Regions from separate parts of the Canis lupus genome. Here region 1 is linked to region 2. Evidence: chromatin contacts called from public Hi-C data. All regions are on one chromosome and are shown on one strand. The core of a region is the stretch at or near the end of the contact, and the rest is flanking DNA. Distances in the headings are between cores, read along the strand shown.

The links. Hi-C and Micro-C count contacts between places; a contact is called where the count stands out from the background.
Region 1: a Hi-C map of blood shows a contact between it and region 2, with 4 times the contacts expected there. The contact joins the promoter of LOC119876458 here to the promoter of PPP4R1 in region 2. A contact is called at or near these places in 2 of 9 Hi-C or Micro-C datasets (amygdala and blood).

The regions. Positions count from the first base shown.
Region 1 is chr7:75,927,874-75,933,378 of UU_Cfam_GSD_1.0, reverse strand. LOC119876458 (homeobox protein engrailed-2-like) reads left to right here and starts at 2,499. Exons shown (of 3, transcript XM_038543877.1): 1 at 2,499-4,493; 2 at 4,601-4,806. The coding sequence starts at 2,550. The coding sequence ends at 3,143. It overlaps VAPA (vesicle-associated membrane protein-associated protein A), which reads right to left and starts at 2,774. Exons shown (of 6, transcript XM_038543874.1): 1 at 2,494-2,774. The coding sequence starts at 2,572.
Region 2 is chr7:75,668,307-75,673,600 of UU_Cfam_GSD_1.0, reverse strand. PPP4R1 (serine/threonine-protein phosphatase 4 regulatory subunit 1) reads left to right here and starts at 3,588. Exons shown (of 20, transcript XM_038543861.1): 1 at 3,588-3,696; 2 at 3,890-3,934. The coding sequence starts at 3,690. It overlaps LOC102152025 (a long non-coding RNA gene), which reads right to left and starts at 3,012. Exons shown (of 2, transcript XR_005362682.1): 1 at 2,801-3,012; 2 at 578-1,299.

The DNA.
Region 1 (5,505 bases), core at 1,250-3,749, 260 kb before region 2:
CCTGCTTTAAGAGAGAAAATAAATAAATAAGCCACACATTCTCTTACATCAGTAGTTGAGTAAACAACCACTCCCTTGCCCATCCCTTTCCCCCCACCCCCCAAATGAAAATAAGCCTCTTCCAAGAAACCTGGGGGTTTCTTCATACCAGTCCTGCCTCTGTTAATAGCACCTATGTGCCTTTGGTCTCCCTCACAAGTCTGAGTTCTTCAAGGACAAAGAAAAAACCTAACACGTTTCACTGTTTTACTGGACGCTTTCTCTATTAAACTACAAACTGTACATCTTTTCCCACCTTGTTTAGTACTGAATCCCCAAATATAATCTGATAACTGTTGAATTACTTAGTTGAATACTCTTAATTAAATATAGGGATGGCACAAAGCTTTCAGTAAGTGTTCACTAAGTGGCCCAACCAAATATGTCTTCATAAACTTTTCAGTGAAATACATTTTTAAAAGTCAATTTTAAAAAGTGGTCACTGATATCCAAACTTTTAAAAATGGTCATTGTGAATTATTTTCATTCATAACACAAGAAAAACTTGTTCCATAATCATGACTAATAACTCTTCAGTAACTAAAATAATGTAATATATGAACGTTATTGTATGGGTTCTGAGTTGTTTCTTTAGCTTGCTTCTCCACTATTATTAGTCTCTTACTATGGCAACATGACAACTTCTCTAGGGAGAAAGCTTCAAATTCTGCGCACATTTTCTGGCCTAAAGCCGGTTGCAAAGGCTTCTAAAGTCCCTAAAGGTAATACACGCATGGACATCCACCAGTAGAGGAAATTTCCTCTGTAAACTCAGCCTGTCAAAAAGTAAAAGCAAAAATTCTTTTAACTTCTCAAAAGCACACACACCATTACAGAGGTTACAATAAATCCCTCCAGTCAAAAATAATCTAAGTAAGGTAATTTTCATGATTCCCCAAAGGTGCTTTTTCCTTTCAGCTAAAGCCATGTGAAACGCCACACACGTCAACTTGTTCCGGTAAGATACACTTAGTGCCCCTCAAATTATTGGAGTTGTCTTAAAACCAAATCCTTACTGAACAAGCAGCTCACATTCCCAATTCAAAGAAATCTGCAAATGTCCTAAAAAGCTTGCAAGATAAAGGACCTATCTACTACTCTCATAAATGCCAGGAAACAATATTTTAAAATCTCTAAAACTATTCAAAGCGTTGTCTATGGAAAGCTTTTGTTTTCCCTTTGGACTCAATCTCGTACAACAATAAAGGATTTAATTTGTTGTAAGCACTGGAATGGCTACACGCCTCGCAAACACCGCTCCCCTCAGAGCCGCTCAAACAAGATCGTGAATCTTCCAAAAGGCGATTCACTTTACGCGTTAAACCAAGACGGGAAGGAATCCGCTTTCCCTGTCGGAACTGCCCAGGCCTCCGGCATTCCTAAAAAGAAACCAGCCTAACTCTCTTCCCTGACGTACCCTGCACTCTGAACACCACCGGGGCCAAGAGCCGCCTCGGATTGCTCGGGGATCACCAAGTCGGACCGCTGGTTCACCACAGCATCGCTGCGAAGTGCACCCAGGGCGCTCCAGAGCCGACGGACACCTGAGCAGCCTCCCCGTAAACCAGAAACCTAAAGGCAGAGCCCCGCACCCTGGAGCTTCCGCAGCACAAGGGCTAAGCTGACAAGCAGAGCGAGAGCGCCCGGCAGGTGGGCCCGCGGGAAGGAGAGCCCAGATGCCGTCCCGGAGAACCAGGAAGGCGTCTACTCTTCACCTACTACTCTCCGCCCGCGGGCTGACGCACAGCTTTCCTGCCCGCACGCGCCTGGGTCTCGGCCAGCACAGCCGGGTCGGTCCTAACTGGAGGACTTCACGGGCTTCTCCGCCTCCCCGCAGCGCCTCGAACCCGACAGCCCCATCCCCTCCCAGCGACACGGTGGGCGGCAGCCCCTGTGCGGGGCGCGGGGTGCGGGGCGCGGGGCGCGGGGCGGCTCCACCCAGCCGCTGCTCCCGGACCCGCGTCCCGGGCCTCCCACCGCCGCTGACAGCCGGCGCCACCCCCGGGGCCCCCGCGCGCCCGCAGCGGACCCAGCGCAGGCTCAAGGGCCACCGCCCACCCGCCCCCTCCCAGACGACGCCCGACGGGCCGCGGGGGCCAAGGACGCAGCCCCGCGAGGCCAGCGGCGCGGGCAGCCCCCGGGAGGCGCCCCCGCGGGACCGCAAGATGGCGGCGGCGGCGGCGGCAGGGCCGGGCCCCTCCGCCTCGCCCCGGCCGGCGCGCGCAGGGAGACGCGAGCGGGCGCGGGCGGGCGCGGGCCGAGCGCGGGCCGGGCGCGGGGCCGGAGGCCGAGGGCCGGGGCGGGCGCCGCCGAGAATGGAGAGTGCGGGGCGTGGGGGAGGGGACGCTCCCTCGCGGCCGGCCGCCGACCTTCCCTCGACCCCCCAGCGGCCCCCAGTCTGGCCGCCCGCCCGCCCGCCCGCCCCACCCGGACAGCTGCCCTCCCCCTGCCTACCTTTGAATTTGAGGTCGGTGGGCGGGTCGAGGACCAGGATCTGCTCGTGCTTCGCCATGGCCCCGGAGGCGGACGCCATCGGAGAGACAGCGCAGAGCGGGGGCGCGCCCGCGGCGGCGGTTTGCTGGCTGGGGGCGGGGGGCGGCGGCGGCGGCGGCGGCGGCGGCGGCTCGGCCGAGCTCTACGATGGGGCCGGCTCACGGCGCCCGAACCCCCGACGCCTGCCGCTCTGTGGCCGGACCCCTGGGCCGCCCGCTGGGTCAGCAGCTCCGGGCCTCACAACTGACTCAACCCCACACCAGCCGCCGCGGCCACGCGCACTGCGATCCTCGGCACCCCACGTGACGGCCTCTGCGTGCTTACGTGCGCGCCCCGGCGGCCGGGGGCCCCTAGCGCCCGTCCCGCCCTCCAGTCCTGCCCTGCGCGGCGCCGGCCACTGCGCCTGCGCGCTCGGGGCCTCGCGGCCGCTCGGAGCTCGAACTGTCAAGGGAACGGGTGTGGATGGAGGGCGGAGCGAAGCCCCGTGGCAGCGACGCGGTGTGCACCGCGGGGCGGGAGGGCGCAATCCTCGCTCACGTTTAGTTCCGACGGCGAAGCTGGAGAACCGGCTGTTAGCAGCGCATTACTGTCTTCCAAGTGGGAACGCTTAAGAGAAGGAGAAAGTAGTCAGGCTCACTCACTACAACTCCCGGCATGCCCGTGGGGCCCGGTCTTTTTGCGGCACTGCGTGATGCTTGCCGGGAGTTGTAGTACTGGCTGTGGGTGGGCGGGAAGGGTGATGAGGTCCGTTGGAGGCGCTTGGGGTGGGCCGGCTGACAGCCGTTTTTGGCTCTCAGCGTCTCGTCTGCGCTGAAAAACAAAAAAATTAAAAAAAAAAAATTTAAAAAAAACTTTTGAAAACTGACCTGAGGTCCCCCGCCTAGAAATATAAAACCAAGATTTCTGAAATTTCTAAGTCCACCCATCCCTCTACATTCTCCGTCGTTTTCCAGCGGAACGTCTGCCGCTTCCTGAATTGCATCCAGCGATGCGGAGCCGACGGAGGAAGCTGCCCCGGGTCAGGAAGCCGCCGCCGTCGGGGAGCCCTGACGAAGCACCCTTACCCAGCTGCAAGTGGGGGTCCCCACCCACCCCGTTGGGTTGCGGGCGCCTGGTCTTCGGTTTTGTCAAGTGACGGGCCCAAGCCACGTTGTCGTGTTGGAAGCGAGTTCGGCGGATGGTCAAACTGAGCGAGGGAGGAAAGCCCCGGGAGCGAAGGTGTGACGGTGGATGTGCCGCGACTGAGCCTGAGGTGCGGCGGCCACCGGAGCCCCCAGGAGGCGCCGCAGAGGAGCGGCGGGGCAGCCGCGTTGGTCCGGAATGAGCGTGGGCACGAGGGCCGCCTCGACCCGCGCGCTCGGTGCAGCCGCGCCCGTGTGGGGTCAGGCCCTGAGGCGGCGCCCGCGGCGGACGCTACCTCCGACGGGCACGCAGCCTAAGCCGTGAGAGCCTCGTTCGAAAGTGCGTTCTAATTTCCCCTTTCCTCGGATTTCTTTTCTTTTTTTTTTTTTTTTTTTTCCCCTTGGATTTATTTTCGTTCACGAAATTTATCTTGAGATTTCAGTCATCGTCCAGGGACAATACCACAACTGGGCGTTTGTCAAGAGAGGCTGACGACCACCGCGTGGGACGGGGTCTCACACGCGATCAGCGTGAGGAGACGGCCCGTCGGCGGCCACAGACGCCGGGTTTCCGTGGGCAGATTCGCCTGGGCTGAACCGGCTGCTCCGCCGCCAGATGGACGTCGTCGCCCCGACCGACCGACCGGAGAGCGTCTGAGGATCCCGGGCCCGCGTGCTGCGGAAGTTCCCGCGCACTCCCCAGGCGCCGGCGGCTCGCGTTCGCCCTGAATTCCATGGGAAGGCTGAAGTGCATATGCTCCAGTTTTCCAGCCTGATGAAGCAGCCCGGGCCTATTTTTAAGCCATGACCTTTGAAATCGACTGTTTTTGTCTCCTCGAGGTGACTTCAGATATCATATAGTCTTAAACCTCTATGAGAATTTAAATATCTGGTCATCTGAGAATACCTGAAACATCTTTGGAATAATTCCTCTGTTCCTGTTTTAGAGCACTGCATTGATAATGATTCAGAGTTCTCCCGAATCATCGTATCCCTCATTGAACAGTTCACTATTGAAGAGGTTTCTGCTTTGGTATTTATTAACGTCTTCTAGCAGTTCAAAGAGCTTTACAGACATCGTCACACCCTTCTCAGAACTACCAAATAACAGCAAGTTGTACTTTTATTGTCAAATATGGGGATGAAAACACAGGTGAGAGCATCTCACGACAGTAACAGAGCTAAACTTGAGAAGGGGAGTTGCCCGATTTTCCATCCTGTGCATTTTTGTTTTTCCCAAAGCCCTAATGCAACGACAACTGAAAGTGATTAAGACAAATTAAAATGTAATTGGTCTGTGTGTTGTTTGACATTTAAGTTAGGAATGGAGAAAGGTGGAGCCTAATGTTTACTGTTTGCTCTTACGTTGATTAATGTAGCACATAAAGTTCTCTTAAAGTATTGGCAAATATATATACAGAATACATATATACATGTATATGCATACTCAATTATATGTATACTTATGTATATATTACATATATACAACTATACACATATGTATATACATATGTGTATACAATTATATATGTGTATACAATTATACATATGTATAATGTATACAATATGTATACTATATGTGTATACAATTATACATATGTATAATGTATACAATATGTATACTATATATGTATACAATTATACAGATATATATATACACACACACTCAAACATATTTCTCTAGCTACTAAGAAGTTTTTATGAGTCCAAGGAGTATGAAGTCCTTGAATATTACTTCAATCTACTTGAATCACTAGTGGTATTCACCTTTGGACAGATTATCTCCCAGGTTTGGCAAGGATAAAAAAAAAGGTACCAGTACAAATGGTAACAAAGTATAACCATCTTCTCC
Region 2 (5,294 bases), core at 2,339-4,838:
GTGTAGAGATTACTTAAAAAATAAATAAGTGGGGACACCTGGGTGGCTAAGCGGTTGGGCGCCTGCCTTTGGCCCAGGATGTGATCCTGGAGACCAGGGATCAAGTCCCACATCGGCCTCCCTGCATGGAGCCTGCTTCTCCCTCTGCCTATGTCTCTGCCTCTCTCTCTGTGTCTCTCATGAATAAATAATAAGTAAGTAAGTAAGTAAGTAAGTGGGACGCCTGGATGGCTCAGCGGGTAAGCCTGCCTTTGGCCCAGGATGTGGTCCTGGAGACCTGGGATCGAGTTCTACACTGGGCTCCCTGCATGGAACCTGCTTCTCCCTCTCCCTATGTCTCTGCCTCTCTTTCTGTGTGTCTCATGAATAAATAAATACATAAATCTAAAAATATAAATAAGTAAAATCTTTGAGAAAAATTGACCTGTGACATTCCCTCTATTTTACAGATTTCAGTGGCAAAGCAGGTTCAGACTTTACACTTTGTGTGGTGCTTTCACCACTTAACTTCTAGAATCCACAGGCTACATGATAAATGAAATTGGGGTAAGGGCATATAGAAAAATGATGGCTATTCTTTGTTTAAATACCATTTTTCATAAGGAGGGAACAGAGTGAGTTTTATAAGTGCTGGTTTAAAAACCATGTATCTTTACAGAAGGAGTAGAGAAAAGAAATCAAATGTAAAAAACATGTAGTTATGCTGAACTATGAGTAGGGAAACCCTCATCAAAATGGCTAAAAATCATACTGCCTAAAAGGACCTGTAGTAACACGTAAAGCAGGTAGGATAACAAGTGCATAGTTCTTGAAGAACATGTACAAAAATTACATAGACCCTCCTCTTTTGCTGCCTTCCCAGAGAGGGGTGAGAGAAAGTTTACTGAGGCCCAGCTACCAAAGGCAGAGTTCCTTCATCTTTCTGTATCCCAGGCTAGCAATCTGGTACATCATCTCTATTTTACTACCATCACTGAGATTTATAAATCTGACTTCTGGGTAGATTGTCCAGATAGTTTTTGTCATCTTTGTATCTCCAGTGGCTGAAGTAGAGTTGGAAGCCTGTAGATTTTGTGTTATTTGTAGAGCAGCAGTTAGTGCAAAGAGCCAAATCTTCTCCCCCTCTTTTTTTGCTAAAATGGTAGGTGGTCAAGACAAATACCCGCAAGCAGGGCCGAACTCTCATGGACTGAGTCAACTGGGACTGGATTCTGTTAATAGTTTGTGAATTTCCAATTGCCATTAAGGATTTCTGTCATTTTGACGGTTTAGCATCAGCTGAATTCACATAAGGGCATTCTGCAATGGAAAGAAAAAAATATAATGAGTTTGGCCTGTATTCTACTTTTGAGAAAATTAGACACACATCTGGAGTAATAGATTCTATTCTTATTTTTATTGCTTTTGGAAATGTAATACATAATGTATACAATCTGTTCTACCTTCTAATATCTGAGAGGGAAGTTTTTGGAATACCTATGTGGAACCCACTTTATTACACAGCATTATGAATTTCAGAGGATTGATCCGATCCTTAAGTCTGATTTTCAACAGCATTAAATGCCCATACAGTGGGATAAGGTGCCCAACCCCTTGCAGTCAAAAGTCTATGTAAAACTTTTGACTCCCCCAAACTTTATAGCCTATTGTTGACTGGAAGCCTTACCAATAACTTAGTTGATTTGTATATAGTATGTATTATATACTGCATCCTTACAATAATACTTAAGTTTTTCCAAAATTTCTAGGCTACGCTGTTTGAGCTTTTTTTTTTAAAGATACTTATTTATTATTATTTATTATTTACTTGTTTATTTATTTATTTATCTGAGATACAGAGAGAGAGAGAGAAGCATAGACACAGGCAGAGGGAGAAGCAGGCTCCATGCAGGAAGCCCGACGTGGGACTCAATCCCGGGTCTCCAGGATCAGGTTCTGGGCTGAAGGCGGCGCCAAACCGCCGAGCCACCCGGGCTGTCCTGTTGAGCATTTTTAAATCGTTGCAAATCTCCCCCAATTTTTCCAATATATTTATTTTTTTAAACCTACACACAGTTCAAACCCATGTCGCTCAAGGGTCAACTGCATAGTGTCCTCCGTGAGGACCGCAATGCAGAAAGGGACAAGCTGATAATTCAGAATTTCCTCTCTCCAAGACACCAGGCCAGCCAATGTGGTATCCTTCAAACGATTGGGTGTTTTGTTCTCCACTTTGGGAGATTACCATTTTTGAGGCCCGTAGGTGGAGCTGGAATAGATTAGAGTCTCGGAGATAGGACCGTGTGGAATGGGAGTCAGAAAACTTGGGTTCAGCCTCCACTTTGCACTTGAGCTAATCCCTTAATACATGTTAAAAAAGAAAAAAAAAAAGCGGCGATAATAAAATCTGTAATAGTGATTTCAGTCGTGCACATGAAGTGCTAGCGAAACTATTTAAAGTGAAAAAAAAAAAAAAAAAAAAAAAGCGGGCAGCCCGGGTGGCTCAGCGGTTTAGTGCCCAGGGCCGGGATCGAGTCCCACGTCGGGCTCCCTGCAAGGAGCCTGCTTCTCCCTCTGCCTGCGTCTCTGCCTCTTTCTCTCTTTCTCTGTCTCTCATGAATAAATAAATAATTTAATTTTTAAATTAATAACTTAAAATTTTTTTAATTTAATTAATTAAAATTAAATTTAATTATAAATTACAAATTTAATCAATAATTTAAAAAAATAATTTTTTTAAAAAAGGGTGGGGGGAGCTAATCGTAGGGCTGTTCCCGGGGCACCACGTCCCAGGTAGCAAGTGCCCTGCTGGGTTGCTCACGCTCGTCGCCGGCCGCGGTAATCCTGGCGCAGGCTCCCCCTCCACCGGCACACGGGCTACCCCCCAAGAAAACGGCAGGACGGGGATCCGAACCCAGGCCCGCGCGCGCCCTCGCTGGAGCTCTTCCCGCTGGGTCAGCGCTCGACGGGCAGGCCCGGGGGCGGGCGGCGCCGGGATGAGCGTGTCCGTCGGCCGCCTGGCGGCAGGACCCCGCGCTTTGTCCGCCGCCGCTGCGCCAGGGCCCCGGCGCGCGGGGAGGCGGCGCTTCCTGCCCCCGGAGGGTGGGCCCCGCGGCCTCCGCCGGGCCTCGGATCGCCGACGACGTGCGTGCAGCCCCGGGGGCGAGCCCGCCGGGAAGGGCCGGGCAGGGCAGGGCCGGGCAGGGCCGGGCAGGGCCGGTGGGCGAGGCCGGTGACCCAACAAAGCGGGCCGCGCCGCGCCGCGCCGCGGGAGGCCCCGCCCGGGCCGCGCTCCGGGCACACGCCGCAGGGTCCCGGGCGGCTCTCGGCGTCAGGGCGCCTCGGGCCCAGGGTGTGAGCGCGCGCCGCCGAGCCGGGAGCGAGGGAGGCGGAGGAGCGGCCGCCCGGGAGCCGCACGGGAGCGGCGCAGAGCGGCCGGGCGAGGCGGGGCGGGGCGGGGCGGCGAGGGGCGGGGCCAGGCCGGGCGAGGCGGGGAGGGGCGGGGCCAGGTCGGGCGGCGAGGGGCGGGGCCAGGCCGGCCCGCGGCGCCCGCCCCCCCGCGCCCCGGAGCCGCCCCGCCCGCGCGCGCCCCCGCCGGCCCGGCCCTCCTGCTCGCCGCCCCGCCCGCGCGCGCGCCCCGGCTCCCCGCTCGCGCCGCTCCATGTAGCCCCGGCTCCCCGGGAGACGGAGGAGGAGGGGGCGACCACAAGATGGCGGGTACGTGGCCCCCTGGCCTCCGGGCGCGGCGGCGGCGGCGGCTGCGGCGGCGGCGGCGCCTCCCCCCGACTGGCGGCCGGCGCGGGGTCCCGGCGCGGGGAGGAGGCGCCGCGGGGCCGGGAGGGCGGGCGGCGGGGGCGGCGCGCCGGGTCCCGGGGCGCTGACCGGCCTTTCTTCTCTCCCCTCGGCGCAGACCTCTCGCTGCTCCAGGAGGACCTGCAGGAGGACGCGGACGGATGTGAGTGCGCCGGCGGCCCGCGGGGAGCGGCGCGGGAGGACGGGCGGCGGCGGCGGCGGCGGCCTGCGCTCGGGGCTCGGCGCTCGGGGCTCGGCGCTCGGCGAGGCGTGGCCCTGGGCCGGCGGGGCCGCGAGCCGCAGGAGGGACCCGCGCTGGGCCCGCGGGCGGCGGCACTCGCGGCGTGTGGGCCCGGGGAGCTCGGGGGCGCGGGCCGACGTGTGCGCTGGCGCCCGGCGGGCCTCCGCGGACCCCAGCCGCCGCGCCCGGGCTTCGCCTTGCGGAGTCGCCGGCGAGTGTCAGCGGGCGGCCGGCCGCAGGGAGCCGGCCCGGGCGGCGCACCCGGGAGTCCCCGGAGCTCGGGGCGGTGTTGGGATGCCGGACCCCCCCTGTGATTCGTGGATTCCGGGAAGGCTGGAAGGTGTGGCCTTAGCTGGAGTTCCTAGCGCTGGGGAGCTTACTGCTCTATTGCAGATGTTCGCGGGGCACCCAGACCTCCCAAAATAGGACGATTTCAGCTTTTCCGTGAGAAAGGGAAGTTTTAAAACAGGCGATCTTTTGTTTGAAAAAACAAAACAAGACAAAAAAAAAAAAAAACAAAAAGGAAAGGGGAGGAAAAAAGAACTTTGACGTTGTCTGCAGAAGACTGTCAGGAAGGAACTGGTATTTAGAAAGGAATTTGTTTATTTCGTGTGTGCCTAAGCATCCGAAGATAATTTGGAAATTGTTCTGCGTGGAAATGATAACCACGGTAGAATTTGTGGCGTATTTAGGGGGAAAGCCTGCCCGTTGCTGAGATTTACTGTGGCTAATACCTGGGTAAGTAATTCAGGGATGGTTGCATTCTGAAATTGCTCTTCTAAATTCTGTGTGGTTCAGCCTTAGCGCTGTGTAATGTGGTTTCCCTTGGCCGAATTAAGCTTCATTTTCGAATTCCTAGGTTTTGAGTGAGGTAAGGGGAATTTACCATTCAGAAGGGTTCTCTAAAAGGAGTATTTTTAAAGCAAACGAACCATATGCAGAATTAACTTTCGCTAACTCTGGGTTGGTGTTTTTGGTGTTTTTTGTGAAGTACAAAGCTCTCTCACACAGGGAGCAGTACTAACATAGTGAGGGACAGCTTCTACACTTCACCTAATGCTTTATGTTAGGCCACCTGTCTGCCTGCTAGTGAGTTGAAAAGGCCATTCAAGGCAGCTGGTGATTGCTTGCAAAGTTAAGGTTGGTAAGGTGGCTCCCATCGTTATCTCAAACAGGGGCTTCTCATTTCTGTGATTAGCTTCAAGACTTTATAAATAGAAGACACAGCAGTCAGCAGGGGTTTAGGAATGCACGCAGCAAGAACTTTTGCCCCTTCCTTTAT